2 separate regions of the Oryzias latipes genome follow, and region 2 is linked to region 1. Evidence: chromatin contacts called from public Hi-C data. All regions are on one chromosome and are shown on one strand. Each heading gives the region's core, a stretch centred on a gene start, on an enhancer-like site or on the middle of the called end of the contact. The rest is flanking DNA. Distances are from core to core; before and after follow the strand shown.

Region 1 (4,716 bases), core at 959-3,458:
CTGTTTGTGGCACAGCTCATTTATAAACTAAAATGCACAATCAAAGCCATTTCCGTCTTTCCCAAACCGACAGGTGCAGCGCAGGTGGTGACATCATCAGCAAAATGTCTGTCCCTACCTCTGAGTTAGAGAACATGCAGTTCAGCAAGAAATGGAAGGAGAAATGCACATTTTCGGTGTGAATCCTGTGTGCCGTGTGGCCATGTAGAATTTGAGGAGACCTTTCAACGCCACGCATGCTAACCTCAACGCTACTTTTCCAACAGGCTCTGCCGCTAGGAGGAAGAAGATTGTGGGTCTTACATCTTGTCGTGAGCAAAGATGGAGGATATTGTTCTGGGTTTGTACGGAGCAGGAGAGAGCCACAGCAGCATTGCTACGAGTGGCATGGATATGGGGAAAAAGAAAAGGCGTTTTTGAGATGATTTTCGACAGGAAGGCAGAGGTGATGTCGTTGGCAGTGGATAAGTCGTCAGACAGCAGTGATGTTACACAGCTCTGTCTTTATGTGCGATTTTCTGATAGAGAACGTTTCCACAATGATCTACTTGGACTAATTGCCCTGAAGGGGCAGAACACCATTGAACATTTAATTTGCCAAAATTGCAGCATTCTTTGAAGAGAGCAGTTTGGATTTGGCACGCTCTAACATGCTGGTTACAGATGGTGCGTCCTCCGTGGTCGGCAAGGATCACATTCTTGCCACGACGATGCCAGCAGTGGCCCACAGATCAAATGACTACATGGTTCGTCCATCATAGCCTTTCGTGAGGCAAATTTAGCGGTGAGTTAACAGCATGCAGTCATAAACAGTATTTGTTGCACCTCCAGTTTACAACACCAGCTTTTCCACATTCTGTTGAATGAGATGTCTGCTGATCACGATGACATTAGAAGGATCAGCAAAGGAAACGCATTGAAACATTTTTGCGAGCTAAGAAGAGAGTGTCATTTCTTGACAGGGCCCTTCTCCTCTGTCTCCCTCTGCTGGTCATATTTTGTTAGTGCGGTCTTCTGGCCTTTTCTTTTTTTTTTTCTCCACAGCTAAGGATTTCCTGATAAGTTTTCTTTTGGCCTGATCTGATTCCAAGTGATGTGATTTTGAGTATTTACCGATACCAAGTCCCAATCCGATACCTTAGTAACATATTTTTAAAAAAGTGAAAAGGTGAAACGTCTTCTAACTTTAAAACCAAGTCCAGATGACAGCCCCTAAACCTACTACAATGGATCCAACTTGGATGAATGAGAGTCTTCATAGACATATTTTAAAAAGAACACATTTGATAAATAAATGGATCAAGTTTTTTTCCTATTTTTATTTTATTAACCTTATTTTAGGATTTAACCCTTAATGGGAGCACATCTGTAAAGTAGCTTTAACAATCAAGCAAGAACAGTTGTAATAATAACAGGTGATAATTAGTCATGTGGAAAACGTTTTGTGACTTCAGCTTTAGTATCTTCATAACTAATAAACATTTTTGATCAGATGGGATTCACATCTCCATTAAAAAGTTCTGAGACATAAATTATGACATTCTTTGAAACCGTTGTTGTAGCATAAATATGATGATGAGCATTCATGACTAGCTCACATCAATTAAACCATGTATTTGTTTCTTTTTATATAGAATATGGAATTCTTTATTTTAACCACTTCAGACCTGGCGTCCACATGCATGGACACCACATTTGGGTAGTTAAATCTGCTTAACTGGGGCAATGAAAAGAGAACTAAAAAAGGGATCAGGTCTCAAGGGGTATGACATTTCTAAAGCACCATGGCAGGCTCACTAAACGCCAGGGCCAGAGCGGTCCTCCCAAATCAAAATGAAAATTTCCAGAACCCCCGCCCCCCAAAAAACTTTTGGAAAACAAAAGTAAAAATAAGGTAGATTTGGTACTATCTTTTGTTTTGACCTTGTCCTTTTGACCCCTGCTCATATGCTTGTCTGCATCCAGCTGCAGCTCCCATTACAGTTTTTGTTTTCAAATTTGTATTATAAGTTGTCAATCATGTTTTTGGTTTTAATTCAATTATCATCCGGCTTTTTCAGCAGTTTTCTTGAGAGAAAATTGTTAAAATTGAAAGTATTTTTTTTCTTTGACGTTTTTTATTTTTTTTTCGTAAAAAGGTGTAGCTGTGCGCGCATGTCTGACTCCGCCCGCACGGGATGTTCATAGACGGGTAACGCGTTTGCCCTGCCCATCCAGGACGTGACGTCATTAGCGTCAGAGCTCAACAGAAACAGCGGAGGTTGTTGTTCATGAGCCCCTAGGTAGTTTTCTTGATTTTACTTTCCTCCTCTGCCTTCAGGATGTCAGGACAGGCCTGTGCGCGTGTCACCGCAGCGCTCGTGCTCGCCGTCGCGCTCGTTAGCGTGGGAGAATGTCAGCCAACACCGACGCCGCCAGTCCGTAAGTTCGGGGTTCTGTAACTGTCGGCTCGGTCTTTTCCCCCAAAAGCTGTTTTGGTTGGCTTCGTTTGTGTTCAATTCTGCTGTGATGGGGAAGTCACGGCGCTGTTTTTGAAGTACGTCATATCTGCGGGCCCCTCCCCCTCTGACCCTCTGTGAACTTTTGCTGTATTTGATCTCAGCAGGACTTTTAGGTTCTTCTTTTCACTCTGTCCACCATGTTTTTCTCTTTCAGCCTGCTCAACCTTCAAAAGCTGCGACAGCTGCGTCCCGCATGCAAAGGTAAGCACAGGTGTGGCGCTCCAGCTTTTCCCAGCATGCTCCTCTGCTGCTGGTAAGCCCTAACATGCGCTCCGGGGCCAGACCCCGCCCCCCCTGTTGTAGTCCAAACATTCAGGGCTGGTTTCTCTTCTTCTGATTTCTTGTTTTTATAGAAAAATGAAGAAAAAAAATCAACAGCAGTGACATCACATAAGTAGAGAAGCATTTGATTATATAGGTTGTTTATGTTCCAAGTAAGTTTTGAACAGAATTTAGGCGGTCACCTGGAGTCAGAAAGCGGCTGGATGAGCTCAAACCCAGAAGGAACAGGAGTACGGTCACGGTACCAGATGACGTGCTCAAAACCATGAATGTGTCTGATTTCTCTGCCTGTTCAAAATATATCTAAAAATAGATATTTTTGTAGCTTCTGAGCATTTTGGAGGAAAAGTTATTAAAACAAATTCTAGTCTGACTTTGCAAAGATATTACAAAAGATTTGTAGAAAACATTAGGCAATCTTCCTTCATATCCCATAATAGTCACGTTTGTATTGCTCTTCCCCACATATGACCTCAACCATGAAGAGGTTGCAGGTTCAGATCCCGTTGAGACCACAGCATTCAGGCAGCTGTTGTGTCCTTTGTGTCTACAGTGTCTGTGGTGCATCACTACCAAGAACTGCAGCGACTACCCCGTCACCTGGTTGCTGCCGCCACCTTCGCTCTGCCCGCTGGCCGAGGCGCGCTGGGGCGTGTGCTGGTGTGAGTTATCCGCCTCGCTGTTATTCCTTCTTCTGCAGCAGAACTGAAACCAGGAAGTAGATGTTGTGCTCAATCCACTGAAGATGCACCGGCTCTGTTCCATTTTGCTCATGGGGGAGCTGATCAGGAGCTCAGAGGAACGTCAGCTTTGAGAAGCAGAAGGGTCCAGCCTGGAACTGGGGACTCGCCTCCATCAGGTGGAAGAGGGCCCCCTTTCAGAGGAAACCACTGGTTTTCTGCTGTCATGTTCAGGCTGTGTCACACAGCCACTACGTATTATTTGTGCTTATTGCACGGATAAAACCACAGAAGAAGTACGAATAAACCACGCAAAGAACATGTCAATCCAGCTCAGTGATATAGAACATTTAAGCTATGTGACTCTTTTTTAGTTGTACATTATCACTCTGTAATCCACGCCCAGCAGCCACATAGAGACAAGTTTTCACCCTGACCATGGTATAAGTCATTTGAATTTTATATGTGCGCTGTGTGTGCGATATCATTGTTATACATCGGCGTTACATGCAAAGCCACAAATTTGTTAATGCATCTCGCAAAAGTGACGGACAAGATTTACCTAACAATTGTGTGTAAACTATAGAAAGTACACACCAAGTGCATAATTCTTAACACACCCAACATTCTGATCATCTCAAAAACAGAATTCACGCTGAAACCCCCGGTGGACATCTGTGGTATTACACAGATCACACGTGTATCACCAAAGACTGAGATTTCATTCTTGGAAAATGCCCAAACTGTATAGAGGCTGTGTGACACGACCTTTAGGGAGGGTTCTCTGACATGAACCCACACACACACACACACACACACACACACACACACAGAGGCGTGGCCGACGTTTCAAGCCTCATAAGCGAATCCGTGTTAATAATTTGCTAATGATGCAAACACAGTAATAGTTTTCATTCGCTGGACGTCTGCTGGGTGACATAGCCGTCTGTCCTTTCATCCACCTGCAGCTGAATCATCCGGGTCACATTTACAACACAGAAGTCCACAGAGCTCAAAGGTCTCAGACAACAGTGGATTTATAGAGATGTGTGTCTGATCACTTCTGCTTTTTCGTTTTGAGTAATGTTTTCTTTCCAAATCTTCAGCGTTTCCACATGTTTTCTTTTCTACTGACTGCTGGCTGAATGGGAGGCTGTCCTGGGGCCTCATTTATAAACGTTGCGTACGCACAAAAGAAGGCGTACGCCACTCTCTACGCAATAGTTGAGATTTATAAAAAGCAAACTTGACGG
Region 2 (4,716 bases), core at 940-3,439, 270 kb after region 1:
GATGGACAAGGTTTTCAGATGACACAGTGATCAACTGCGACCCAAAAGTTCAGAAAGAGACTGTGACTTCTGAGTAACACACAGAGCTTCAAGGACTGGACATTTAAGTTGCTGATGAACAACAGGACTTTGGCATGTCAGCGGGTAAGTGTGTTGGGGAAGTCCCCCCAAGTGTGTCAGTTTGAATGGACATTAGCATGGCTTTTATCAGTCATTACAGCATTAGTCGTCTGTTTTTTGTGCAAAAGTCCTAACAAATAGATCCAAATCCAGGCTTCTTGTTATGGCCTTCTGATGAGCTAAAATACCTTAATCTGTTTTCTTTCATGTTGCATGGTGTAGCGGAAGGGGGTAAGAACTCGAGACAGAGTAGAGTAAGAGCTTTCACATGACATAATCCAGATGACACACCAATCATATTGGAGGTCACAAACATACAATGGACCTGAAGAAGGCATTCTTATACCCATGTAAATATCTGCCAATAGTGGCAAGGTCTACAAACTGTCATGGTGCCTCTGTCAGACACCTCCCCCTCCCAGCTCTGCTCCAGACTCACCAGCTGTGACTACTCATCTCATCAGCCACCTGCTCTACATAAGGAGACCCAGGTCCAGCATTCTTCGCCAGTTCGTTAACCCTGATGGTGCCTAGTCTCGCTAAGCTCTACATCTGGCTCCCCTTGCCTCGTACCTCGCTAACCTTGCCTTTTCTTCTGTGCCTCAGGTTTATCTCATGCCACGAGAGTCACCTGAGTCTGACACCACCTCGAGCAGCAGCTTCATTCCACTCACGCTGATGCCTCCCACCTTCAAGAGCCTCGGCTTCCATGCTCCTCAAGAGCTCCAGCAACGCCACTCACCAAGAGCTCCAGCCACGCCTACCCACAACACTGCTTGGACCAGCAAAGAAAATAAACTTTCTACTTACCAACCACTTACCTTCAGGGTTTCAGCATCTGGGTCCGTCTCGTGTTCTGATCATGACACAAACTCTACATTGCCGTCAGCATGAGTCCATTTGAAATCTTTTTCCAACATTATTTTTGTGACAAGAATCTTGTTCGAAATGTTGTCACTGTCACTTCCTACCTTTTTCTGCAGATGAATTAAAATGGAAACATCCAGAAAAGAGGGAGATTGAAGTTGAAAACAAATAACTGCTTTCATGAGGTCGAGATTCCTTTGGAAACTCTTGTCTTCATCTCTACAATGGCTATGTCCAAAATGGTTGAGAAGAACTCTCATTTTTTAAATTTGGACCGTTTGCATGGCGTCACATTTGGGAGGACAGTCCCGGCTTTTGGGGAAACATTGCCCCTCCTCCCCATGCCAAAGTAGTAGTAGTGCAGTTTGGTATGGACTGACAGCTGTGAGCAAATCCATAGAGTTGCAAAAATGTTAACTTCTTCATCTCTGCTAATATGACAAAGGATATTGTTCACTTTGGTGGCGCTGGAGCTTTTCTCTACATAAATCTTAGGTGGGTTAAGGTGCCAAAAGTTGCAGTTTAGTAAAACAATTTTAGAATAATGTTACTCAAGTAAAAAAGAATATTCTTGATGACTCAAGCAAGAATAAAGGGGTGGGCTAACTGGTAAAACAAAAAGAAGAAAAAACAACTTGAATATTAAGAAACAGTATTGAATGAAACATTTGAAACAGAAAAAAATATTTTCAATAATGAATTAAAATGATAGAAACGTCCAAATGTCTCTATACACTCAGTGTTATCATAGTAAACAAGGAAACTTGAGTACATGTTAAAAGCAGAAAGCTGTGGATCTATTGTGAGCCATAGCAGGACGTATGCTTTACAAAGTAAATAAGCAAAAGCTCGGTAAGCTATTTTAATAAATCATCTATATTCAATAAAGTTACTGGTGTGAATGTGAGTGTGTATGGGTGTGTGATTTGTGACCCTGCGACAGACTGACGACCTGATGTCCCCTGCCTTCGCCCACGAGTGACCGGGATAGGCTCCAGCAGCCCCGTGGCCATGATCCCGAAAGGGATAAAACTGGTTCAGAAGATGAATGAATGAATGAAATAGATGAAAATTAAATAAAAGTTATTTAGTAAGTTTAACTAAGGTGCTACAACCCACTGAGGTTAATGAAATCGAGTTTTCAGGCCACAAAGCTGTTAAGCGGTTTTTGTTCACAGGCGCGATTTTATTTTGAAGGCTCAAAGCGGAAGTCCCTATCAGTAGCACGCGCTCCTGGGTGTTCAGCCTCACGCGGTAAACAGTTTGGATCTAGACTCGCTGCCTTACTTCCCTCTTTTAAACCGACAGGGACAGAGACTGCGCCGGGCCTGGCCAGGCGGAGCCATGGCGGACCGGGGACAGAGACGCCAGCGGCCGAAGGGCAGCGGGTCCGCCGCGGCGGCTCATCCGAGGAGGACACGCAGGATACCCGCATCACGACCACGACAGCCGAGCTCAGAGCCCCACGCTGTCCGCGTCTGAACTTCCCACGTCTGCGGCTCTTGTCACGGCTGACCTTTTTAACTTTTCACCGAAAGGCTACGTGCTAATCTGGATGGGATCATAGCGAAGAGTTTGTTTAGCCTCACGGACGGACGCCTGCCCCGGCGAACATACCAGCTGCCTCGGGCGGAAGTCTGGCGCTCCGTGACCGTCCCGCAGTCATTTCATAAGCGAGTCAGCAGGGAGGCAAAGCATGGGGGCAAAGCAGAGCAGTCCCACTGCCAACCCAGCTGCTAACGGACGGACCAGAGCCTACTCTGGCTCGGACCTGCCCTCCTCCACGTCCGGGACCAGCAGCAGCAGCACCGCTGGGCGCAACCCCGCCGTGGGTGTGCGGTACCACGCGCCCAGGGCTTCCGGTGCTGGGTCCAGCACTAGCCAGCCTCACGGAGCCACTGTCCGGACTTTGGGGGGGTTTGTCGATTTGAGACCCCAGTCCGGCATCAATATCCCAAACAGCGGCGGAGCCCCCAGCTCACCGGAGTCCGGCGGCAGCAGCCCGGAGGAGGCGGCGGGCGGGGAGCGCTCGGATGGGGCCGGTCCTCCGCTGCTGATTGGATCCCTACCAGCACACCTCTCGCCCCGTCTGTTCGGAGGTAAGAGAGCCGAACCGATCCGGTGACCCCACAGTGACAGCACGAGGCGAACATCCGGCCATCCGAGCGAGGTCTTCTTAGGAGTCATTGGTTTATAAAATCAATAGATTTTTTTTTTAAAGACAAACAACTTTCTTCTCTCTTTTTTTGTGTCACATTGCCAAGTTTACCAATGCATCTTCCCTCTTGGAGATGAGGTCAGGACTCCAATCAACATTATTTGTCCAAACACAGTGAGTGGTGTGGATGTGAGCAGAGATTATTTAATCAAAGCTAAAGAGAAACAGGAAAATATAAACCCTAAACCAAACTGACAGTCCTGCACAGATGAAAACAAAGTTGGATCTGATTCCATCACTTTATTTCATATCCTATAACCTTTTTTGTAAAAAAAAATCTTGATGCATAAAAGTAGATTTCCATTTATGTTTTCATGAAGTGGGCGGCCGTGGTGCAGAGCTAGGGCGGTCGACCTCTGATTGGAATATTGCAGGTTCGATTCCCCGCCTTGCCAGCCCATGTGTCAAAGTGTCCTTGGGCAAGAACCCCACCTTGCCCCCGGTGGAAGGTTGGCGCCAGCGTTGGGTCTGTGACTGTAAAACGCTTTTTGGGTCTTCGAGGAAGCTTAAAAGCGCTATACAAGTGTACGCCATTTACCATTTCAACATGTCCAACTCCCATGATTACAAAAATCCAAAGGAATTCACTTCCAGTATATGCTGGGCTGTTCTGCAGTGTCCCACATCTGCTGATGTACCTGTGACAAAGCAAACAAGCACTTTCTCAAATAAAATATTTGAGAAAGTAGTTTTAAAACTGCCTCACATAAAAGGTCAACAGTAAAGGCTCGATGTTACGTTCACACCGGCCTCGGAAACGATTACTTAAACGATGTCACACCCAAAAGGTTTTTCTGTCGATGTCTGGTTAACTAAACAAAACAGAGACGTCACTGTTTCTTGTATCATTAAACAACAAATCCTGCAAATGCTCTCCACTGTTTTTCCACTTTTCCTCAAAGTTGAGCTGACTACAGTTCCAGTAGATCGAAAAAAAGATAGGAAATGAAGACATGGAAATACTAGAAAACACTCAGTCCTTTCATCCAAACTGACAACAGTTTTAGAAACTGACTTTTTTTCATCTTTAGTGGAATAGATGACAAATTTGGATACTCGTTACAGCTCTATTTAACATCATGTCCAAACACATATACAAATGAAATAAACTACATTTTGGTGATGTGGACAAATGTTGACATGACTTTTACTGATCGACGGCTTAAATGTCCCACAATTGCCCGTCTTAGTGATGTGGAATAGTTTAAAAGGTTTTTGAGTGGAGCCGGTGACGGCAATCAATAAACCCTCCATCGAATTATCGGCACAGTGCGAAAGGAATCGTGTGATGTGACTGTGAGTAGGCCGTCAAGAACAAAACTGTGGCATCGCTGCCGTACCAAACTCAAATGAAACCTGAGGGATGATGTAGAACAGGGGTGTCCAACTACGGTACACTTTTTATTCTCCAAGGTAAAATCTGAAAATAGAATAGAATTTTGCCCAAACATATAGCTTGAGCTCAACTGTCTACTCTTCCCAGTTTTAAGCCGAATTGGAGCCAATGGTGA

Evidence for each region. A called contact is a pair of places that touch in the nucleus more often than the background predicts.
Region 2: a Hi-C map of embryo shows a contact between it and region 1, with 2.6 times the contacts expected there. The contact joins the promoter of LOC101171690 here to the promoter of LOC101170047 in region 1. A contact is called at or near these places in 2 of 5 Hi-C or Micro-C datasets (embryo and gastrula embryo).

What each region holds. Positions count from the first base shown.
Region 1 is chr16:8,564,625-8,569,340 of ASM223467v1, forward strand. LOC101170047 (pituitary tumor-transforming gene 1 protein-interacting protein) reads left to right here and starts at 2,209. Exons shown (of 7, transcript XM_023964323.1): 1 at 2,209-2,421; 2 at 2,656-2,702; 3 at 3,337-3,445. The coding sequence starts at 2,322.
Region 2 is chr16:8,832,270-8,836,985 of ASM223467v1, forward strand. It overlaps LOC101171690 (E3 ubiquitin-protein ligase znrf2), which reads left to right and starts at 2,190. Exons shown (of 5, transcript XM_023964184.1): 1 at 2,190-3,086. The coding sequence starts at 2,684.